2 separate regions of the Anas platyrhynchos genome follow, and region 2 is linked to region 1. The links are chromatin contacts, called in public Hi-C maps. All regions are on one chromosome and are shown on one strand. Each heading gives the region's core, a stretch centred on a gene start, on an enhancer-like site or on the middle of the called end of the contact. The rest is flanking DNA. Distances are from core to core; before and after follow the strand shown. Region 1 overlaps LOC106018117 (a long non-coding RNA gene). Region 2 overlaps CACHD1 (cache domain containing 1).

The links. A called contact is a pair of places that touch in the nucleus more often than the background predicts.
Region 2: a Hi-C map of F1 follicle shows a contact between it and region 1, with 4 times the contacts expected there. The contact joins two enhancer-like sites. A contact is called at or near these places in 6 of 8 Hi-C or Micro-C datasets (F1 follicle, F5 follicle, liver and 2 more).

What each region holds. Positions count from the first base shown.
Region 1 is chr8:37,481,368-37,488,401 of IASCAAS_PekinDuck_T2T, forward strand. LOC106018117 (a long non-coding RNA gene) reads left to right here. Exons shown (of 6, transcript XR_011811041.1): 4 at 1-994; 5 at 3,600-3,803. Among named protein-coding and RNA genes, the nearest start is that of CACHD1, 33 kb to the right of the region's middle. Within about 2 kb of position 1,999, at least 1 of the 8 cell types and tissues checked has an H3K27ac peak or open chromatin away from gene starts, as enhancers often do.
Region 2 is chr8:37,604,297-37,610,785 of IASCAAS_PekinDuck_T2T, forward strand. CACHD1 (cache domain containing 1) reads left to right here. Exons shown (of 29, transcript XM_072041811.1): 20 at 38-198; 21 at 560-646; 22 at 854-970; 23 at 1,937-2,088; 24 at 2,312-2,473; 25 at 3,446-3,523; 26 at 4,435-4,536. Among named protein-coding and RNA genes, the nearest start is that of RAVER2, 17 kb to the right of the region's middle. Within about 2 kb of position 2,660, at least 2 of the 8 cell types and tissues checked have an H3K27ac peak or open chromatin away from gene starts, as enhancers often do.

The DNA.
Region 1 (7,034 bases), core at 749-3,248:
GTATTCAGAACTGAAAAACCAATAATGTTATTTTTGCACTCCAGCGTTAAATTATATCTTGTGTTCTGTTGGTCTTTGTACTGTATATGACATGTGTGACTGTGGCCTATTGTTTTTCTGAAAGAACTGTACTCATCTCTTATCTCTTCTGGGCTTATCAGCTGTAGCCATCACTAAGTAATCAACGCAGCTGTGTTTAGACCTATAGAAAGGGCAAATGACATGTAGGTAGACAGGACAGTAGAGATTCCTACAGCTTGGATCCAGGCTCAGGTTTCAAGAGGCAGCCTGGTACACTCATTAAGTAAGCCAGAGCCTTGCGTTTACAAAGCCATGCGGTTACAAAGTTCACAGGATCACATTCACAGAAGATCTCAGAGATTACAAAAGAAATGTTTTTACAGTCTTCAAGGCACTGGCTTCTTCACATGTCTGTACACTGCCTATTGAGAGGTGTGTGTTTTAATACTTGTACACTTTGTCCCAGGGAAAAAATAAACCTTAGGACTGGAGCATAATGATGACAGACCAGAGTACTATGGTGTAGGAATCCATTAGAAATTTTGGTTGTGTAATTAAACTTCAAAAATATTTCGCAGAATACCTAGAGATAAAAAGATATGAATGTCAGACCTCTGAAACCTGTTCCCAAGCTGACACAGCAGGCAAGCAGGGCAGCTATCACAAAACCACCCCATTCCACGGCCAGGGCTGTGTGTGTGTAACACACATGACATTTCTTCTCAGTAACAGGAAGCTTGGGATTTTTATGACCACGAGGATGGTGTTGAAAGAACATTGAAAACTGTATTATACCTATATACAGCCATGCCTGTAGGCACTGCAGTATTTAAGAAGAGAGCACAGGACTGAAGAATAGATAACCTGTCATCTCTCCACAGCTGTGCTGCTATGATGTGACCATGATCAAGTCATTTCACCTTCCTAAGACTTCTTTCTCATTTGACCTCCCCTGTCTGAGAGGGCAGTAAAGGTACAGAGTTTGTTTCTTTGTTGTGCTCGAATGTTCACAGCATGCTTTTCATGCTCTGAAAAGATTGTGGCATTTCTCTAGCTAAGCAGAACCCTTGGAGCTTATCAATAAACTCACTTTTCTAAGAAAATTCTCCCACTGGCCTTGCAATATGAGGCATTATGATACCTTGTATGCATCACAGGCTCTGATTTGTGATATCTGCTTAGTCTGAGCAAGGAAAATAACTAAACAAGGTAACAAGGTTTGGTAATACAAGGGACAAAGCTGCATCCCGTAGAGACCTATACCTGTACATCTGGAAAAATAATCATTCTTGACCTAAAAATGGGATTCACGATAGCAGGCACTGAACATGCAATGGGTCTGGATAGGCATTAGCTCTGTCATACAGGCGTCTGAAGGCATGGAAGGGCACAAAGTTGTATATTTGGTGCCTTTCTAGAAACTGTTCACAGCTGGGAATTCAAGCTGTATCTGACTGAAGCTGTAGCTTGTACTGCAGCCTGTGGATGCGGGTGATATCACTTAATCCCATTGACCATGTGTGGAGAATTATCTGCAGCTACAAATGCCTCACAGCTTTTCTGATGAAAATCCAGCTCCAGACTTTCCTGCCTGCAGGGTAATGGGACGCTGAACTGCAGCCCTTTAAATTTCACACTTCTTTATGGGCTCTTATCTGTGACCTTTGCCTCTGCAACCTGCGCGCGTCTGCTGCGAGCTGAGGCGGCGGTTCCCCTGAGGGAGCAGAGGCTGTTCGCTCGCCGTTTATCACACGCACGAAGTAAAACTAATTGATCCACAGATCCCCGGGGATCTGTTTCGGGGTACCGGTGGATCCCGGGCGGTCCCGGCCCCGCCGCTGCGGCCCCGCTCCGCTGGGTGGCACCGCAGCGCCGCGCCGGGCCTAGGCCGGCCTCAGGGCCTCGGCGCTCCCCGGCCTTTCGTGGGGAGACAAAGCGGCTTAACACAGAGGGTTAAATCCCTTCAAAACACAGTGCCAAAGGAGTCGGCTCCATGTGCATCAGTGTCGTTTTGCTGTGTGCACTCTGCTTTCTCCAGGAGCTCCCAGCTTCCGTCCTCGCCTGCAGGGCGCTGGTAGAAGTTAGGGTGCCTTGGTGCCATCCCCTAGAAGCCATAAATGTCCCGGTGTCACACAGCCCTCAGAAAGCACCGTGCCTGAACGACTGGGAGCAGGGCACAGTGCTGGTGAGCACTGTGAAGCACCTCTGAGGGACACACACACTTCTTGTTTAACTGCATGAAGTTCAACAAGGCCAAGTGCCGGGTCCTGCACATGGGGCGCAATAACCCCAAGCAGAGCTACAGGCTGGGAGATGAGTGGTTGGAGAGCTGCCAGGCAGAGAAGGACCTGGGAGTGATGGTGGACAGTCGGCTGAATGTGAGCCAGCAGTGTGCTCAGGTGGCCAAGAAGGCCGACAGCATCCTGGCTTGTATCAGAAGCAGTGTGACCAGCAGGGCTAGGGAGGTGATCGTCCCCCTGTACTCGGCTCTGGTGAGGCCGCACCTCGAGTACTGTGTTCAGTTTTGGGCCCCTCGCTACAAGAAGGACATGGAGGTGCTCGAGAGAGTTCAGAGAAGGGCGACGAAGCTGGTGAGGGGCCTGGAGAACAAGTCCTACGAGGAGTGGCTGAAGGAGCTGGGCTTGTTCAGCCTGGAGAGGAGGCTCAGGGGCGACCTTATTGCTCTCTACAGGTACCATAAAGGAGGCTGTAGTGAGGTGGAGGTTGGCCTGTTCTCCCACGTGCCTGGTGACAGGACGAGGGGGAATGGGCAAAAGTTGCGCCAGGGGAGTTTTAGGTTGGATGTTAGGAAGAACTTCTTTACCAAAAGGGTTGTTAGGCACTGGAACGGGCTGCCCAGGGAAGTGGTGGAGTCACCATCCCTGGAGGTCTTTAAAAGACGTTTAGATGTAGAGCTTAGGGATATGGTTTAGTGGGGACTGTTAGTGTTAGGTTAGAGGTTGGACTTGATGATCTTGAGGTCTCTTCCAACCTAGAAATTCTGTGATTCTGTGATTCTCCTGGCCACCACAACGAAGGGCACACCAGGGATCCGTCTTATTTCTGCAGGGGTTTCTGGCCCTGTTGTTGCACAGCACCAAATGCACGTCTGCAAATTAACACAGAAATATAGCAAAGATGGTGTGCTGTCGTCAGGCTGTGATAGAGATCACAGTGCTGGGAAGAGACACACACAGAGCTGAAGGTGCTTTGTCTCCTGGCTGCTGTGCTTTCCAGCGCTGTGCTATCCTCGCTCTGAATAGCATTCCCTAAATAATCCTGTGAATAGCTGCAGGCTTACATACAGAAGATATTACTTGCTCTGTGCAGCTGTATCACAATGACATTTCATGTTAAGGACAGGCAGAAAAATAGGTCAGAAAGGGTTAGTGAAGTACAGAGGGCCTTGTTCATAGTGACACCAGCCTGGGGGTCAAGTCAATAAACGATTTATTACCCCTGCTAGCAACTTCCACTGATAGGCAAAGTGACACACATGGCTACATGTACTCTAGTTTTGTAAGATGTTTATAACAATCACGTGCTCCTTTTATAATTATGCTTTTCTTTACATTAAGGGTGACCTCTCTCAGAGCCTAGCCGTAAGCTGGGGTGACTTCAAAGTGCTGCCCTAGATCAGCAGAAAATTCTGACGGCAAGGGATTGCTGAAAGGCTTCCTCCGGTTTCTTTTCTCACCAGGGGTGTCCTGCGGTTTAACATCCAACAAGCAGGTTGATCAAAGGTATCCATTGAGAAACAACGTGACTGGCTCAACCAAGGGGTGAGAGAATGAAAGTTGAAAGATCTCTTTTATCTTGAGCACACTGTAAAATATGTTAATAATTTAGAGCATCCAAGGACAAAAAGATAGCACTTGAAAAGGAGGGGATAGAATGGCAGAAGTTTATGAGTTGTTTGCGAAGCAGCTAAATCAAATACATCTTTCATTTGACTCTAAGCATAAGAAAGAGGTGTGAACAAATTCTTAATGAGTTTGATGCCCAAAGGCAAAGTGCTTTATGCTAAAACTAGGCTGCCTATTTTTTTTTATTATTTATTTTTTAATAGAAAATAAGAAACTAAAGTCTTGTGGCCAGGTTCCCCACCGTGTTGATTGTTGGTGTGAATAGCCCTAAATGTTGCAAGATTTGCTGTAAAGTGAAGCCCAGCCTGTGGGGAGTTACTGCCAGCATCATCAGCCCTATCTTGCCCCTCTCTCCCGGCTGCTCTGAGTAGCAACAATAAGGGCACAAGTCAGCCCTTGCATGCTGCTTTTCTGCAGCGTTCAGTCAGGGATTTTGGAGACTTTTAGTGTGGCCCTGAAATAGCCAGAGGATACTTCTGGGATGCTCTGCAGAAGCCCCATGTTTTAGGGTCTGAGTGGGGAGGCAGACACTGTTTAATTTCGTTTTCCTGAGAATAGCATCCCCCATTCTCATGATAACAGCATCCTAGTAATGACCCATTCGGCCATCCTGAATTTGTTTTTTAGCCCCAATACCTTCTGCAGGTGTTTCACTTCTGCAAGAGATGTCTCTGGATCTTTTAATCTGGCCAGTTTAGCAGTTCTAAACACAGAGGGCTAAAAAGCTTTTCTCTGTGGAGCTTGGTGTAAATGAAAAAAAAAATGGAGCCTTTCAGTGGGTGAGTTAAGAACAAATTCAAAATTGTTCTATCTAGCTCTTGTCTGTATTTAATAATCCCTTGGATGTAACTAATACTGTTCCCTCAATGTATTTGAGTGGTTTAAATAACCTGCACACATACACTTCTTGTAGTTAATGAAAAAATAGTATCAGCAAATACATGATCGGACTTCCTTGGGTACAAGCAATGTTGTTCCGCCCTGAAGGCAGAAATAATCCTAAATAGTTTTGGGGGAGGGTGGGGGACAAAACCAAAATGCTCATAGCTGGGCAGATGAACCTCCCAGAACCCAACTCTTTGAAAGCTTTCCAACTATTATCCCGTCTCTGTTGGATATTGTGGCTCTGATGATTTCCGTGTGTCTGCAGAGCAAGGACAGCTGCAATTTAAAATGATGGCACATTAATTGTTAAATTACATCGGAGAGCCCAGGAAATGCTTGTTAGTGCCACATTAAAGCCACGTTAATTTATCATGATTAATTGCACAAGGAATATCAAATGAATTATTGATTGCTCTCTTATTACCGCAACAGCTGCCTGTCATTACTGCGTGTGGTGGTTTGTGATAAGTATTACCCTTGTCATTTTCTGGGCTAAAACTCTGTGATGAACCATAATCTACATTCCCACAGCTAACAGATGCCAATTTTCCCACTTTCAGTGGTCAGATGAGTAGGTATTAAAGTTTAGTGCAGACACAGATTAAATAATCTAGTAGCGTTCAGTGTGTTGCTAAAATCTGAAGAATTAAACAGTCCTGGAAATACAAGGGGCAGCAAGTGCCCCTGAGCATACCTATTGCTGCAGCCTTTGGAGAAGGAAACTGCTAGGTTCTGTGTGCTGAGGTCAGCCTTGACTTTGACTGCTCTTGCCTTCAATTTAGGGTTATGCAATGTGGATCAAGTCTGCATGGTAAGGCATAGCTGGATATACAGTGATGTGAAATTAATTTGTGCTTGCTCTGACTGGGACGAGGTGCAGGAGCCTCTCTCGCAGCTGGGCACTCTTTCTACCTGTTGACTGCTCAGACCTTGTGCCCAGCTCAGAGCAGGCAGAGGAAGGTTTTCACCTTGCCTCGTGAGGCACAGTCCTGCATTCACAAAAGGCACCAGCACATTCTTAATCTCTAACCCTAGGTTAGTGTTAGATCAAATTGCTGCTTGTGGAGATTCTCACCAACCACAGCACCCGGCAGCAACTTCCTCTGGATGCTTCTCTTTTCGTGATTTTTTTTGTGAGTGAGCTTTGTTCCTAACACTATAGGAACGACTTGGTGAGATGTGATATGCGAGGATTATAATGCACCGAGAGGGTATGACTAATTGCAATGACAGGGCAGAGCTGGTGGATTCATTGCAGAGAAATTAAATAGCACATTCCACACCACTGTCTGATCAGCTGTCGGCAAGGGAGGAAGGCGCATACAATGGGAAAGAAAGGCCAGGCTCCAGAGACAACACCCAGATCCCCTCCTCAGCCAATCACCCATTCATGCCGATAATTATACCGGGGTATGTATGCCAGAAGAGGCCGAGCTGACATAATGGCCATTGGTGATTGATTAGTGAAATAAAAGAGAAAATGCAGGAGCAAAGACAAGCAAAAGCATCTCCTTGGGGCAGGTATTCTTCGTGCTGCGCTGAATCCAGCATGTTTTTGTCCTCGCCCACCATCCTAAATTGATTTGAAGTAAAACTTCGTTAATTCTCACAAGTCCCAAACGGAAGTGAAAGCTGCAATTTCCAGTGACAATGCATAGAAAAAATCATCACATGCTTTACTAGGAAAAGCATTGTCTCTGCAGCTAAGTCATAAGAGGTGAATTAACTTACTCACAGTCCCTGGAAGAGGTGGATACCATTTCCTAAATCCTGCCTACGGGAACGGACTGCAGCCTCCATCAGCCCTGCTGCTTCTGACACCCCAAGTTGTATCTGAGCAAAACCCAAAAGATCATTTGAATTATTGCGTAACAGAACTAGGAGGTTAATAGCTTCCAGGCTGCGGCTCTAAATATAAAACAAGAATGATGCTGGGTAAATTAAGAGTGGAGACCAATTTGGCAGCTGTTTCCCCTTTCTCTACGGAGTACACCACTGGCAGTCAAAAAAGAGCTGTGAGTAGAGCTGTTGCTGGGTGCTAACAGCAAGGGGATCATTGTGCATGACAAAGCCTCACACACAGTTGGAAAACATTTAAAATGTGAATGATCTTGCAATGTTTTTGCCTGCAGTGGAAAGAAAAGTGAAGGAAAGTTCAAATATAAGTAATTTACTTGCTGAGAAAACCCATTCAAGCTTAACCCCACTTGTTAGCAAATCTGCATTAAATTTGGCAAATACAGACCACTGCCAGTGATGGAG
Region 2 (6,489 bases), core at 1,410-3,909, 120 kb after region 1:
CCATTAACACAGCTTTTTTTTTTTTTTTTTTTCCTAGGGAGATCTGACAAACCTTGTCCACGGCAGTCACTGCTCCAAGTACAGGCTGACGAGGATACCGGGCACCAATGCCTTCGTGGGAATCGTCAACGAGACCTGCGACTCGCTTGCTTTCTGTGCCTGCAGCATGGTGGACAGGCTCTGTCTGAACTGCCACAGGTCAGCTGGAGATCTGATAGGAGTGGGCTAGTCCAGGCATTTTGTAAAGTTTATAAAAAGTTTTTTTAAAACGTGTTTATTTTATAACCCAAGTGAAAATATGCAGTGCAAAACTCAAGAGAAAACCAGTTAATTTACTCTTGCTGCTTGTAGGGGTCATGGTGGTTTAGCATTCCTTTAGTCCTTTAATCCATAGTGTCACTGTATTAAGAGTAGTTTGTTCTTGCCATGTTTGTAAGAGGGGATAAGAGAAGAAGGGGCACTGAACAGCATTCTCAGTGGCGAGCAGTCCTGCAGCTGCACTGTGGGGTTAAAATTCGCGAGCCGCCTGATGCATTGTTTTTGTTTTCTGCCTCTGAAGAATGGAGCAGAACGAATGCGAATGCCCGTGCGAGTGCCCTCTGGAGGTAAACGAGTGTACTGGCAACCTCACCAACGCCGAAAGCAGGTGAGGACAAATGTTCTGTCTCATGGGACGAAAGTTAACAAAAATGAGTGTTTGTACATGCAACTAGCAGGTGGTACAGGAGAGAATATACAGTATGTTTTAGTAGATTTAAGCAAATGACAATGTAGTAGGTAAAATGATGGTTTTCATGGATTGTTACTTGATCACTTCTTATGTTACAATGCTTTACTTTTTGCCCCAATATAGGAATCCTAGTTGTGAAGTGCATCAGGAGCCAATGACTTTCACAGCAATCGATCCCAGCCTCCAGGATGCTCTCCCGCAGTGCATTAACACGCAGTGCAATCAGAGGACAGAGAGCGGGTAAAGTGCAGTTCTCCCTTTCTGAAGATACAGTGTTCTTGACATAATTACTATTATTCCTTTAAGTGAAAATAGCTCCTCCTTACATGGTTTGAAGGAAGAAAAAAGGAAATATGATACCAGAATGAGATATTGTAGCAAACACCAAGGATGACATTATGTTGTAGTGCAGGAACACAAGACCTCACTCTTTCTGTCTGAGTCACATAACACCATTAATAACAAACAAATGGCTTTCCAGTCACACTTCATGACTCTGAAGAACTGAGGGTTGTGCAAGTACAACATTTGCTGTTGAAAGGACAAATTCTTCTTTTTAGCAAAACAGATAGTACTGCTATGTTTGTCTGCCTTCTGGAGGGCTATGTGGACTGAAGTGTTCACAGAAAGGAGACAATACATTAACAGTGGTGACTTTGGAGCATGCTAGCAATGTTCGCTGCCTGTCAGCTTCCTGTGTCTCTGTTCTACTCTTGGCATTTTGTGGAGATGCTTGAGGGCTTATTTAGTTTTTGCCAGTTTTGAGTGGTCTCTAGGGAACTGAGATTGCTAGAACACATCACGCTCTGACCAGACTTTTCCAAATCCTTTCTTCTGTCTTCTAAAGGATTGCAGAAAAGGGGTGGATCTGTAGTCAGGCTTCACTATGCTGAGAAGCGTCTTATTGGAGGAGTTACAAATAGGAAGTTTTCCCTTTGCTCGACGCGAGGGAGGGAGGAGAAAAAAGAACACAAATCAAACAGGCTTGGAAGCTCAAGATACAACTTCCCTGTATAAATAACCTTGTCCTACCTGACCATTTTAGTGAGAAATTTTTGTGGGCAAATGTTACACAATGTGAGAGGAGAGTTTACAGATGCCTTCGGCTTCCCTTTGTCTCATGATTCTAAAATAGGCTGAGCTGTGTCAAATGAAAAGTTCTGGACTTGGCAGTAAATATCGTTTTCTTTCATTCTTATTTTTCAGGGATTGCTTTGGTGTCTTGGACTGTGAGTGGTGTATGGTAGACAGCGATGGGAAGACCCATCTGGATAAGTCCTATTGTGCCCCGCAGAAGGAATGCTTCGGTGGCATTGTGGGAGCCAAGAGCCCCTATGTGGATGACCTGGGAGCAATAGGTAACTCTCCTTCTGAACAGTCGCTGCATTAACTCTTTTCGTTCGGTAGCATACCCTTTCAATGTCAGAGCATGCTTCAAGTCAATAGAATCACAGAATGGTTTGGGTTGGAAGGGACCTTAAAGATCATCCGATTCCATCTCTAGTCACAAGACATTGATTTAAACCTTTCTGCAGAGCATTTATGTTTTTTTCCCCCTATGTTTTGTGCCTTTTGATTTAGGAGATGAGGTCATCACTCTGAACATGATCAAAAGTGCACCAGTCGGGCCAGTGGCTGGAGGCATTATGGGCTGCATTATGGTGCTTGTCCTAGCAGTATACGCCTATCGCCACCAGATACATCGGAGGAGTCACCAGCACATGTCACCTTTGGCTGCACAGGGTGAGCTGATAACTGTTGAGAGAAGTAGTAGATACGGGAATTGAAACCTGAAAACAACAACAAAAATGCACACAGAAAAAAAAATCTTTTTTCTTGTTTTTTTCTCCCCTCAATGCTTCACACCATTGTATTTCTCTCTTGCCAGCCTCTGTAAAAGGTCACATCCAGGGTGCTTGTGTATTGCTGCCCTCTTCTGGGTGTAGTCCAACCTGCTGCCTCCAGAGGAAATGCTGCCCGAAAAACTCAAAAGCATTTCCTATCAGGAAGCTGAAGTTATGATTTTTCCAGAGTTAAAATGATAAGCCCAAGTTCACAGCTTTGAGGGCCTCGTCACAGCATGCTGGTCAAATATGTTTATTTCTGCACTGGAGTGATGATTTGAGGAGTATTACAGTTCTCATACCCATTCTGTTTGGGCTGTCTGGGACATGTTTGTTTTTTACTTGTATCCCTGCTTCTGTTCCACGTGATGTTCTTGAGATCACAGACATCAAAGAGGCCAAACAGAGCAAAATCCTTTCTTCTGTGGCTGCCTGGGCAGGGCATAGAAGCTTTTCTGGAATCACAGAGCCCTTTTAAACTTGTGATGAGAGGATATTTTTGTGACGAAGGCACTGAAGTCTGAGAGACAAAACTGAATTTGGGAGAAATGTTGTTGAGAAGTGATGGTGGTTAGAAAGTTACAGAGAGAAGAGTGTGATTGGTGCTAATTACCTGTATATTTGATTACCTTGTCTACATTTTGAATCAGTTTGCTTTCTATAAAGCCTGTTCCATTCAGGGCTGTGGGGTGTATCATTTTCCTGATATCCCTATGCCCCATCTATCTTGGAAACAGAGCACACCAAGCTGCATCTCTTCAAACAGTAATACAAAGTGATTCCACTATAATACCAGGGTAACAGCCATTAGTAAGTTGATCCAAAATTTTTCTCTTAACAGTTGCATTTTTCTGTTTGTAATGGTGTGTAGAAATGTCAGTGCGTATGTCGAACCTGGAAAATGATAGGGACGAGAGAGACGATGACAGCCATGAAGACAGAGGAATCAGTAAGTACCAAATCACTTCTCTGTCAAAAATATTAAAGTAAATGAGCTATTTGTTTTCTTAACAAGTTAGAAATTTTTAAAAAAGGAAACTCCATACTGATTAGCAGTAGAAAATGGCTGGACAATGTTTTAACTAAGTTGTAACTTCCAGTGTTCCTCCAGTCTCATGATGAAAAATTGCATTTATTCTTTTTAAAAGACTGTAATCTCAACTGTGTGGAGGAGGTTTTTCTCTTTTGCCCCCCCATCATGACCAGTTCCAGCAGCAGCTGAGCTGCAACTTAGAAATTACAATTGTGACAATATGCAAAAGGTATGCAAAGCTGCTACCTTTGTTCAGCCTTGGCAAGGAGCGGCCAAGTCTAGCATGTACCTTCGACAAATGTGTCAGCAAATCTCACTTGCATTGAATTTGGGGTGCTCGTTCTTCTTTGTCAGTAAAAGTGGCACTTAGAATGTAATGCTGCTGTATTGTAAAATATCACAGGTGTACCTGTACATTTTGGGAGAGCTCCAGATTCAGACTGGATCCCTGCCTCTGATCCCTCACTAAAACAACACCTAAGATTTGAAACTCTGTCAACACTTATGGATTGAAAAAATAAAAATACCTGAGCTTCATGGCTTGCATCTGCTGTTTTTCCAAGTCCTTTCTTTAGCATGGATAAGTTAATACTGTAATTTCTTTCAAGTTGATGAGGTTGATGAGTTTGGATCTTGATCTATCCCACATTTAGATACCATCTCTTTACTTCCAGTCTTCTGTCACTTAACAGTCTTGAGTCTTAATAGTAGTATTTGAGTAGAATTAGTTTGTAGAAAGCCTGTTTCACTGTGCCTGATTTGTCCCACTGATAAAATGTGGTAAAATACTTTCATAAAAGTCAGTTCCATTTCTTTTTCTCCCCCAGTCAGTAACACTCGATTCATCGCAGCGGTAATAGAGCGGCACGCCCACAGCCCGGAACGCAGACGCCGATACTGGGGTCGATCAGGAACAGAGAGTGACCACGGTAATACCTTAAAATCACCATCCTAATTACAGGTTAATGGTTGTGGTTATTCAGATGTCTAGCATGTTGCAGATAAGACTGCCAAAAAAAAAAAAAAAAAAAACACCTTTGCACATTATTGCTACACAGTTAAACAGTTTTGACACCCTTCAGCAAATGATGCTGTCCAGCGAAGGAGCTGTTTTTGTCAGAGCAGTTGTGTATGAGCAGCTAAACGCTGTGCTCTCCCTGTCTGATCCTTGGGTTCTGCTAGCTTCACTGGGTGACCAGAATTCAGACTAACAGAAATGTTGCTACACTTACCACACTGGTTTTCCACTGCTGACCCTAACAATCTAGATGTTCAGGTGAGATAATAAACCTCTCCTACTCAATGAGAGAAACAAATCCCTTGCAATCAAGTCAGCATCTCTGCTGCTTTTTATCTTTGGGACATGCATGCGTTTCATAAAATTCTAGCAACGTTCTGGATGCCTGCATTTGCCAGGGTAAAGTAAGCGTGGATTAGAGGTCAGTGACTCAGATGCCTCCTCAGCCTTTCTGTTGCACATTCAGTCAATATCATCACCACAGAGGGCATCTTACGTCACCGTTAAGCAAATATCAACATTAACTGTGTACATGGGTAGCAGTGAAGGGTGTTCAGCCTTGTGTGGCTGTTCCACACATACGCACTGTTAAGGTTCAGAGAATTTTGATACATCTCTCGTGCCCTGAGGCTAATTAAGTCATAAAAGCAGTTAGAAGAGTGTTGTGCTGTTGACTCATGAGGGCTTAATAGACGTTAAAAGAAGGTTGGACAAGGCAGTCTGCTACAGACAACAGCCTGCCATAGAGGGTGTCAGTTCTCTGGAAGACCCATTCAATTTTAAGATAGTGGTTGCACTAATGGAATTACTGATGGACAGGAAACCTCATTGCCAAAACCGTGCAACGTGAATGAACAGATGTCTGAGAGACAATCTTGCTTTAGGAGGCATTATCCAGGATTTGGGGTCTGATTACCTGTGCTGTGCTGAGACAGATTTGCTAGACTAATGCTCCTTTTGCTCCATTTCTTGTACTCCCAGCAAATCCTTGCCATCTTTCCTCGTTAACATGTGAGGGTTAGCAGGGTTGCTGTCTACCTGCCTCTGGAATATGCACTTCTGTTTTTAGTCTGTAATCTTCAGATTGAAGTCTTCTGCCCAGTCTTCTCCCGCAGTTCTTCTCTGCCAGCTAGAAGCCATGACTCAGACCATGGAATCGTAGAATTGTTCAGGTTGGAAAAGACCTCTAAGATCATCCAACCTTTAACCTAGTACTAAAGTCTACCACCAAACCATGCTACTAAGTTCTAAATCTACACGTTTCTTGAAGACCACCTCCAGGGATGGTGACTCATCAAAGTGAGAACCAACTTCAGCTACTTAGCCTGGTATTTCGTAACACGCTGCTTCTAGGTGGCTCAAGCTGAAAACTTGACATGCTCAGAAGCACTAGAAGTTCTTCATCTCTTAGCCAAAGTTTTCTCAGAAGGATTATTATTCTAATTAAAGCAAGATCTTCAGAGAAGAAAACTTTTGTTTGCATTTCTGCATGTAGAAATACTGAGGTGTTTTGTTGAGGACACTGCAAACTGGTTTTGAGTGGTAACAGCTGGTGTCAGTGGTAAATGCAAACCTCATAGTAACTACTAGCACCTGCTCCAAAAGAGAGGGGCAGGTCCAAAGGACCTGTTACAAGACAGCTTCCCCACTGCAAAAGCACAGTCTTGCAACAGCTAGCTGTTAGCTAACTCTCTAGTGATGTAATTTCCCTAGGATAACCCTGTTGAATGCAGTGCCTCCTCACTCACAAACATGGATAATCTGGTTTGTTTTTGTTTTAACTTCTCAGGCTTCGGTAGCAGGTTATTTTAGCCAAGGAAAAGCCTCAAGTTAATTGTGCTGTGTGTACATGCTTATCTGGAAG